3 separate regions of the Mus musculus genome follow, and all the other regions are linked to region 2. Evidence: chromatin contacts called from public Hi-C and HiChIP or PLAC-seq data. All regions are on one chromosome and are shown on one strand. The core of a region is the stretch at or near the end of the contact, and the rest is flanking DNA. Distances in the headings are between cores, read along the strand shown.

The links. Hi-C and Micro-C count contacts between places; a contact is called where the count stands out from the background. HiChIP or PLAC-seq counts read pairs in DNA pulled down with a chosen protein or histone mark.
Region 1: a contact with region 2 is called in a Hi-C map of the N1E-115 cell line, with 7 times the contacts expected there. The contact joins the enhancer-like site here to the promoter of Fam241b in region 2. A contact is called at or near these places in 4 of 39 promoter capture datasets (embryonic stem cells, hippocampal neurons and stem cell-derived epiblast-like cells), 2 of 15 datasets of contacts at CTCF or cohesin (both in embryonic stem cells), 71 of 484 Hi-C or Micro-C datasets (the AtT-20 cell line, B cells, the BV-2 cell line and 35 more), 11 of 115 datasets of contacts at active chromatin or transcription factors (bone marrow-derived dendritic cells, embryonic basal ganglia, embryonic stem cells and 2 more) and 4 of 9 other capture datasets (adipose tissue, embryonic stem cells, liver and 1 more).
Region 3: an H3K4me3 HiChIP or PLAC-seq map of embryonic midbrain shows a contact between it and region 2, with 2.6 times the contacts expected there. The contact joins the enhancer-like site here to the promoter of Fam241b in region 2. A contact is called at or near these places in 10 of 39 promoter capture datasets (cancer-associated fibroblasts, cranial neural crest, embryonic stem cells and 4 more), 1 of 15 datasets of contacts at CTCF or cohesin (embryonic stem cells), 55 of 484 Hi-C or Micro-C datasets (the AtT-20 cell line, CD8 T cells, DN3 thymocytes and 30 more), 18 of 115 datasets of contacts at active chromatin or transcription factors (craniofacial prominence, embryonic basal ganglia, embryonic forebrain and 8 more) and 4 of 9 other capture datasets (adipose tissue, embryonic stem cells, liver and 1 more).

What each region holds. Positions count from the first base shown.
Region 1 is chr10:62,259,882-62,262,581 of GRCm38.p6, reverse strand. Tacr2 (tachykinin receptor 2) reads right to left here. Exons shown (of 5, transcript NM_009314.4): 3 at 1,257-1,410; 4 at 902-1,098. Among named protein-coding and RNA genes, the nearest start is that of Tacr2, 8.8 kb to the right of the region's middle. Within about 2 kb of position 1,266, at least 18 of the 459 cell types and tissues checked have an H3K27ac peak or open chromatin away from gene starts, as enhancers often do. A contact at or near this core is called in the AtT-20 cell line, CD8 T cells, the N1E-115 cell line and 1 more, where this site is marked.
Region 2 is chr10:62,109,600-62,112,299 of GRCm38.p6, reverse strand. It overlaps Fam241b (family with sequence similarity 241, member B), which reads left to right and starts at 1,250. Exons shown (of 4, transcript NM_027251.4): 1 at 1,250-1,341; 2 at 1,986-2,064; 3 at 2,288-2,416. The coding sequence starts at 2,324.
Region 3 is chr10:61,964,196-61,967,066 of GRCm38.p6, reverse strand. The region is part of intron 1 of Col13a1 (collagen, type XIII, alpha 1); the gene reads left to right. Among named protein-coding and RNA genes, the nearest start is that of Col13a1, 13 kb to the left of the region's middle. Within about 2 kb of position 1,331, at least 23 of the 459 cell types and tissues checked have an H3K27ac peak or open chromatin away from gene starts, as enhancers often do. A contact at or near this core is called in the AtT-20 cell line, cerebellum and myocytes, where this site is marked.

The DNA of each region.
Region 1 (2,700 bases), core at 17-2,516, 150 kb before region 2:
CACCACCTCTTCCTTAATCAAGAGTCCCAGAGCTGGTGCCAGCATATCCCCAGACTCCAGGACCCCAGAAGCACCAGAGCCAGCAGCCAGAGCCCAGCCCTTCCTCCACTGGTCACATCCTGGGGGAGCGTGGGGGAGGGTGGGGGCGGTGAGGCAAGAAGCACACTGCCAGCCCCTAACCCTGCCCCTAGCCCCGCCCTCAGTTCCGCCCCAGCCCCGCCCTCAGTCCTGCCCCCCAGCCCTGCCCCAAATCTGCCCCAACCCTGCCCTCAGCCTCTTTAGACACCTGCCCACCCAGATCAGTCACATCCTTAGGAAGAAGCACTTTTAAATGGCAGCTCTTTTGAGCCGGTGGGATGGCGTAGTGGGAAAAGGCATTTGCTACAAGCCTGGCAACCCAAGTTCTATCTCAGAGACCTACATGGTAGAAAGAGAGAGACAACTGCTACAAATTGTCCTCTGACCCCCACCCATGTGCTGTGGCACACACTCATTTGCACACATGCACACACACACACACACACACACACACACACACACACACACACACACATCCCATAAAAAAGAAGAAAAAGCCATCTCAGAGATAGTCTTACCCATTTCAGCTTTCTCCCTCCCATTCAGCTCTTCTGCCTCTCCCTACTGTCTCCTTCCCTCCATCTCTCTGATCCTGCCTTTCTGCCTTCTCCCTTGCCCCCGATGCAGACCCCGGAAGAGACAAGGACAGACATAGGCATTATGGCTCAGCAAAGGACAAGGCTTTGGGAAGGAGATGGGGCCCAGGCTAGATCCGGGCCACAGGAGGGTGATACTGTGGGAGTCCCGGGCAGCTCCAGCCTCTGGGAGGAGCTACTCCAGTCCCTCCCCTGTGGTCGGAGAGCGGAGCCAGGGTGGGGCTCACCTGTGGTTAAGGCAGCAATAAATGATGGGGTTGTACATGGTGGAGCTCATGGCCAGCCAGAAGAGTGCCAGGTAGACCTGCTGGATAAACTTGCGGTAGTAGATGTCCTCTTGGAAGGTCCCCAGGATGAAGTAGAGGTGGTAGGGCAGCCAGCAGATGGCAAATGTCACCACCACCAGTACCATGGCCTTCACAAACTGGTCAGGGAGAGACGCGGGTCAGTACTTGGCATCTGAGTCTCAAGCCTAGCTCCCTAGCACCCCCTAGCGGGTGGGTTTTGGGTTCTAATGGCTCCCTGAAGCAGATTCCTGCACCTCCACCCCGCTCCACCCCCGACCCTCCTCCGGCTTCCCACCTTCTTCTTGGCCTGTAGATGGCGCAGGTTAGCTCCATGAGCCTGGTGTCTGGGTACGGCGCGTTTCCACAGTGTGAGGCCAATGACACTGTAAGCTGCAAACATCACCACTAGAGGCAGGAAGTAGATGAGGACAAACACCACCAGATGATACCTGCAGGGAAAGCCGGGGAGCTGGCTGGGCAGTGGGTGGCCAGATCCACCAATGCTCACTCGGGATTAAGGTCCCTGAACCCCACACAAACACCTTGCAGCCCCACCCTGGAGTTCGGTTTAAAGAAAAATTAAGGCAACATTTCCTAGCATATTTGTTAATGCTGGGCTTTCCTCGCAAAAATTAACCAGCATCAGCCAGTTCTTCTGTGGTATGGAAAAGGCTAAAAAGGGGGAAAGCTAACCAAATGTTATGTTTGTTTAACATATAAAATATAACGCCAGCATCAGTGAGACAGTGGGGATCGGGGCTGAGTTGGACCTGAGTTGGATCCTTGGAAGCCACATGTAGATCAGAAGGTGCATGGCATGTACACAGCTCTGTCCGTCTCATGTTTTTATAAAAAGAAACATTTACTATATATATGTGTGTGTGTGTGTGTGTGTATGTATTTACTATATAGATATATATTTAGTATATATGTAATATATTATATTCATACACACATATATATATAGTAAATGTATTCATACACATGTATATGTGTATATGTATATATATGTATGTATATATACTAAATTTCATTTTTAATTTTTAGTATATATACTCATTTAGTATATATATTTATATATACTCATTTTTAGTATATATATATGTATATATACATATATATGTATGTATATATACGTATGTGTGTGTATATATATATATATGGTGGCACATGCCTGTGATCCCAACAGTCCAAGTATGGAAGCAGGAGGGTAGGATGTTCACTGTTAATCCTCCATACACAATGAATTAGAGGCCAGCCTGGGATACTAAGACCTTGTTTCTGATAAACATCATTAAGCACAAAGGTTAACACTCCTGTCACTGTTCACAGTGTATGTTTCCTCCCAGAATCATCTCTGTGCATTGGTATGTTGTGTGTGCAGGAATGGATATGTGTGCACATGAATATATTCTTATATTTAGTAGGTAGGGCATATATGATATTATACATATAGAATTGCAGGAGCCACACTAAGAAAAGGCCTTAGCTAGAGAAGGACAGTGGAGAAGCCACACTGATAGCTCTCATGTCCCCTGCTTCTTTCCTCTAAACACCACCGGGTACGTGGCTGTGCCATCAAATACCTTTGAGCAAGGCGCACACACCACTGCGCCTGCTGAGACCCAATACACTGGGTTGCATTGATGCTCATTGTTTCCTTTGAGGAAGACACTACACAGGAGGCACGCCACTGGCTCCATTTCTGAGGGTGCCATGGCCTCCTGGAAAAGCCACAA
Region 2 (2,700 bases), core at 1-2,500:
AATCTTTCACCTATGTTTTAACTTGGTTGCTTATATTATTCATTTGCAGATACTCCTATACTCTTTCTGTCTTCCAGATGTCAGATTTGTTGTTGTTGGCTATCTGTTTTGTTTTTGTTTCTACGGTAAAATACTCTCACTGAAAATTTACTTAGGGCTATAGGAAAGGCTTTATTTTGGTTAACAATTCCATATTGCAGTTCAGGGGAAGTCACTTCAGAAACTTAAATAGTAATCACATCACATCCAATCAAGAGCAGAGAGAAACCGGGGCACCAACGCTGGCTGCTCACTTCCCCACTGGTTTTCTTTACTCTTACATAGCTCAGGGTCCAGCCTAGGGAATGGTGCCACCCTCAATGGGCTTGGTCAATTAATAGGACAATTCTTTACAGACAAGCACCAAGGCCAACCAGATCTAAATCAAACCTTAAGGAGACTCTCTTCTTGGGTGGTTCTAGGTGATAGATGCTTGGCTTGAGCCAGAGCCAACGCCAGAGATGCCTGACCTAGATTCCCACTCCGTGAGGCTGCAAAACTCTCTCAGGATTCCTACCGGAACAGTGTCAGAGGGTTGTAAAGGGAGTGAGGTCCCTGCTTCCTCCACGCAGGTTCCAGGGATCCAACTCAAGTCATCAGGCTGTGAAGCTCAACCATCTATCAGTCTCTCTGTCCTGTCTCACACTTTCCCTCCAGTCCCCTGTCTCTTCTCTGACTCTGCCTTTTCAGGCTGTCTATCCATCCTTTCTCCTCCCCACTACACCTGGACTCACTAGAGACCAAGAATTAATCTGGTGATCCCGCCCCCAACCCGCTCTGAGGGAAGCATGCTGCAAACTGAGCGAACATGCCAGTGATTCATACCTCTTCGGTCCCCAAGGAGCTTGGAGCTCCTGAGGGGCGGGGCTGGGTCCTTCTCAAGTGGAACAGGCAGAGTTAGCTGGGCAGATCTGAGCAGACTTGTGTTTACAAGTGGGCTCACCTTCTGCCTACTTCTCTTCTCCCAACCCAGGCATCCCGGGTCCTGGGCTTTTATGTGATCCCCTCTTCCCTGGTCCTCTTCCCCATCATGTATTCACCCACATTCCCCATCCCAATCCTTCTCAGCCTCCTCATCTCTTCCCGATAGTCCTTCCTCCCCAATCTAGCTGCTCCTTGTCCTCCCTTCTCCCTCCTTCCCCTCCCTTCTCCTCCAGTCCCGATGCGCAGCTGCAGTTACCCCGGCAGCCGGCAGAGGGGGCCCCGAGCCGGGCCTCGCCCCTGCGGTGCGCGCTTCCTGTGAGGTCAGGTGGGAGGAAACGGCCGCCCGTGGACGCCGAGCCCCGGGAACCGTGCGCGCAGGTGGGTGGTGTTCGCGCCGGGTCCCGGATCCGCACCCCTTCCCACCGCTGCGGGGCCTGGAGCCACGCCTGACCGAGGCGCTGCAGCGGCGCGGGTGGGCCAGCCTGCGGGATGACAAAGCACGGGACGTCGCGCAGAACCGCGACCCTGCCCGCTCCACGCTGTGCTCCTCCCCGGGCCCAACCTGCCTCGGTGCCCCGGCGGGTTGAGATGAACACGGAGGCGCTCCTCGGGTGACAGTGCCGGGCCTATCGTCACCCTTAGGGGCTGCAAAGCTGGGGTCCCCCAGAGCCGCAGCTGCAGCTCACACACCTTGTGGTGGGAGGTTGGACTTCGTCCTTTACCTGGGTGTTCCCTGCAGGTGAGGGGCAGGGGGCGTGCCCTCCGCAGCGCAGGTACACCCTCCCCAGCGTGATGTCCCCAGGTTCTGCCACCTGGGTGGAGACCTAAGAGGATCTACGTAGATTATTAGCGCCTGCTCTTTTTGGCAGTGCTTAGGAACCGCACCCTAACCCTGTTTTTTTTGTTTGTTTGTTTTGTTTTGTTTGTTTGTTTTGTTTGTTGGTTGGTTTTGTTGTTGTTGTTGTTGTTTTAACGTTAGCATACAAAACACTGCCTTCCTGTTTGTTTCTTTTTTGAGACAGGGTTTCACTTAGCAGAAGCTGGCCTTTAACCCCTGACCTTCCAGCCTGTACCTCCTTGGAGTTCTGGTGTTGATTACAGGTGTGCGTCACTTGGACAGGGCCCTGGGACCCACCCTCCCTCTCTTCCTCCCTTGCATTTTTTCCACCTCTTTTGGTTAATAGGACAAGCACCTGCTAAGGGTGGGCCACCATATGATCACCACCGAAAAACAATCTCTCAATTATCTGTAGCGGGCCCGTTGAGGTCAGGGGAAAGATCTGCCCCCTAGACGATCAATCGAAGGGCATGCATTTATTGGCAGGTACAGCGCAGCAGAAATTCCCAGCGTCCAGGGAGAATGGTGAGGATCTTGGCCAATGGGGAGATCGTTCAGGATGATGACCCACGAGTGAGGACGACCACCCAGCACAGAAGTAGCAGCTCTCAGCAGGTAGGCAGCCATCCTGAAGAGAAGTGTAGCAGCTGGCCCCAATTCCCAGTCTCCAGCGCCCTGCTTACCTTCTACAGCCGCGACTCTCAACCTTCCTAACTCCATGGCCCTTTAACACAGCTCCTCATGCCGTGCAGATCCCCAACCATAACATTATTTCCTTTGCTCCTTTGTAACTCCAGTTTTGCTACTGTTAAGAATCGTAATGCAAATACCTGTGTTTTCTGATGGTCTCAGGGGACCCTAGTGAAAGGGTCATGTGACTCCCTAGAGGCGGGTCGTGA
Region 3 (2,871 bases), core at 82-2,581, 150 kb after region 2:
CCCAACACTTAGGTGGCAGAGGCAGGTGGATCTCTATTAGTTTGAGGCTAGCCTGGTCTAGAGTAAGTTCCAGGGCAGCTAAGGCTACACAGAAAAGCCCTGTTTCAAAAAATATAAATAAATAAGTAAATAAATAAATAAATATGACCTGGAACTTGCTTTGTAGACCAGGTTAGCCTTGAAATCACAGAGACCACCTGGTTCCTTGTCCTGTGTACTGGGATTAAAGACATGTGTCACCAAGCCTGGCCTAAAATACTTTTCTTTCTTTTTGTTTTGTTTTGTTTTGTTTTGTTTTGTTTTTTTTAAAGATTTATTTATTGATTATATGTAAGTACACTGTAGCTGTCTTCAGACACTCCAGAAGAGGGAGTCAGATCTCGTTAGGGATGGTTGTGAGCCACCATGTGGTTGCTGGGATTTGAACTCTGGACCTTCGGAAGAGCAGTCGGGTGCTCTTACCTACTGAGCCATCTCACCAGCCCTTGTTTTGTTTTGAGACAGGGTTTCTCTGTGTAGCCCTGGCTGTCCTGGAACTCACTCTGTAGACCAGGCTGGCCTCGAACTCAGAAATCCGCCTGCCTCTGCCTCCCAAGTGCTGGGGTTAAAGGTGTGCGCCACCACTGCCTGGCGTTCTAAAACATTCTTGAGGCAGGGTTTCATGTAGCTCAGGTTATCTTCACACTTGGTATGCAGCTGCGAATGATCTTGAACTCCCAATCCTATTGCCTTCTGAATGTTTGGGTTACAGGTGTGGACCACTGTACCCAATTTGTTGTCTACTGGAGATTTAACCCAGGGTTCTGAACATGCCTACTATGTGTACATGTACCATGTAACAGTGTACACATTAGAGCTTTGCTAATGAAGCTATACCCCACCCACTTTGTTTTGTTGTTTTGGTGGCATCTTGTGGGGGGACAGTCTCATCTTGTAGCCCAGGCTAGCCTCCAAGTTGCAGTGATCCTCCTGCCTCTACCTTCTGTGTGCTGGGATTATAAACATACTCCTACTCTACCTAGCTTTATAATTTTTCTTTCTAGTGCAGAGGATTTAAGCCACAACCTCATGCATACCCCAGGCAAACACGTTATGCCACTGAGCCACAGCCCAACCCAGGAAGGTGTCACTCTCGCCTACTGGCAATTATCCCTGATATTTGCTGTTTTGCTGTACTCTCTACCTCTGAACCTGGACGGTTGACAGCAGGCAACATCTTATTTTGCAGCCTCTGCCTGAGGGCAGACCCTGGCTGGAGTGACAGTCACACTGGGCCTCTGGCCTCACTCCCCTCTGCTGCCATCTGGATTCATGTGTGACAGATGCCTGGGTTGGGCAGGCGCCTGGTCCCTTTAAGAGTCCTGAGCTAGGGCACAGGGAGTGACTGGCCCCTAAGCCCAAGCTGGGGCTCTGGGGAAGCGAGTGGCTGCCTGGCATCTTCCCTTTGATACTGACACCGGCGTTTTAATAGCTGTGACCCATCAGGCCGGTGGTGTTTCAGCGCTGGCCACACAGGGCATTCCAGGAGGCCCTGGCTGCTAGCCAAGACAGCAGAAGGGCCCCCTCTGTGTAGAGTGCCGGAGTCCACCCCCCAACCAAGACTGTAGAGTGCTCCACCCACCTCTAGCCTTAGTCTGGAGTCTCTCACTACTCCAACTCTGATACCTAAGAGGCCAGAGCTAGGGGGTTAAGCAACCAATGCTGGCCACTCGGAGGGTGTGCCTTGGTGACCTGGGTCACTCATTCCCATCTGAGAGGGGTTGGCCAGCACACAGCACCTGGCTGAGTGAGTCACAGCCCACCGCAACAGGGCCTTACTGTGACGTCTGATTTGTAAATAGCTGGGGGTTACTGAATGTCAGGCGCTATTGTATGCTCTGGGCACTCGATGATGAGGGACACAACATATGGCTGATCTTCCTGTGGAATTTACCTTCTGTTAGCAAAGGGGAGGCAATAAAGGAGAGAGAGGAAAATGTAAAGGAGAAAATGAAGTAGGGAAAGGGACAGGAAGCAAGGAGGGTCTCATTAGTAGCAGGCCAGGTGGACAGCTAGAAAAAGAACATTCTAGAAAGGGAGCAATCGCTAGTGCAAAGGCCCTGGGGTAGGGGAAAGTCTGGAGAGATGGTGGCTCCAGCAATGGTTGAGAATGGGGCTGCTGGGTCCAGGTTGGATGTAGGGTGCACTCAGGCAGTAGGATATCAAGGTCACTGTGCCCCAGTTGTGTCTGGAGCCAGTGTTGGCGCCGGGGTTGGGGAAAGGGCTCTGATGCTCGGTGTCTACAAGGCTTTCGGATCAGGATGTAACTCTCAACTACTTCTCCAGCACCAAGTCTGCTTGCCTCCATGCTTCCTGACAGGATGATAATGGATTAAGCTTCTGAAACTCTAAGCAAGCCCCCGATGAAATTATTTTATTAGAGTTGCTTTGGCCATAGTGTCTCTTCACAGCAATAGAACACTCGCTAAGGCACTCATAGACAATATTGAAGACCTTAGACTATGCAAGGTCTTGGAGAGCCAGTGGATAGAAGACAGAGGTCAGGCCCTGGGCCATGGCCCTATGGGCTGCGGCATTTAGGTAGTGAGCTGACAAGACTGGCAAAGGAGAAAGAGAGGGAATGGCCAGAGTAGAAGAATAGGAATTGTAGAAAGCATGGCTTCCTGGGAGACAAGTGCAGAAAGCACACAGAGAAGTGTGTAAATACTGTCCCGGGTCAGGAGGACAAGGACTGACCACCAGAGGACTGATCAGCCACTGGAAGGAAATCCTCTGCCAGGTGGGAAGAGATGAAAGGTAGCCAGCTGAACTGGCTGGTTTTGTGCGTCCACTTGACACAAACGAGAGTCATCAGAGAGGGAGGAGCCTCAG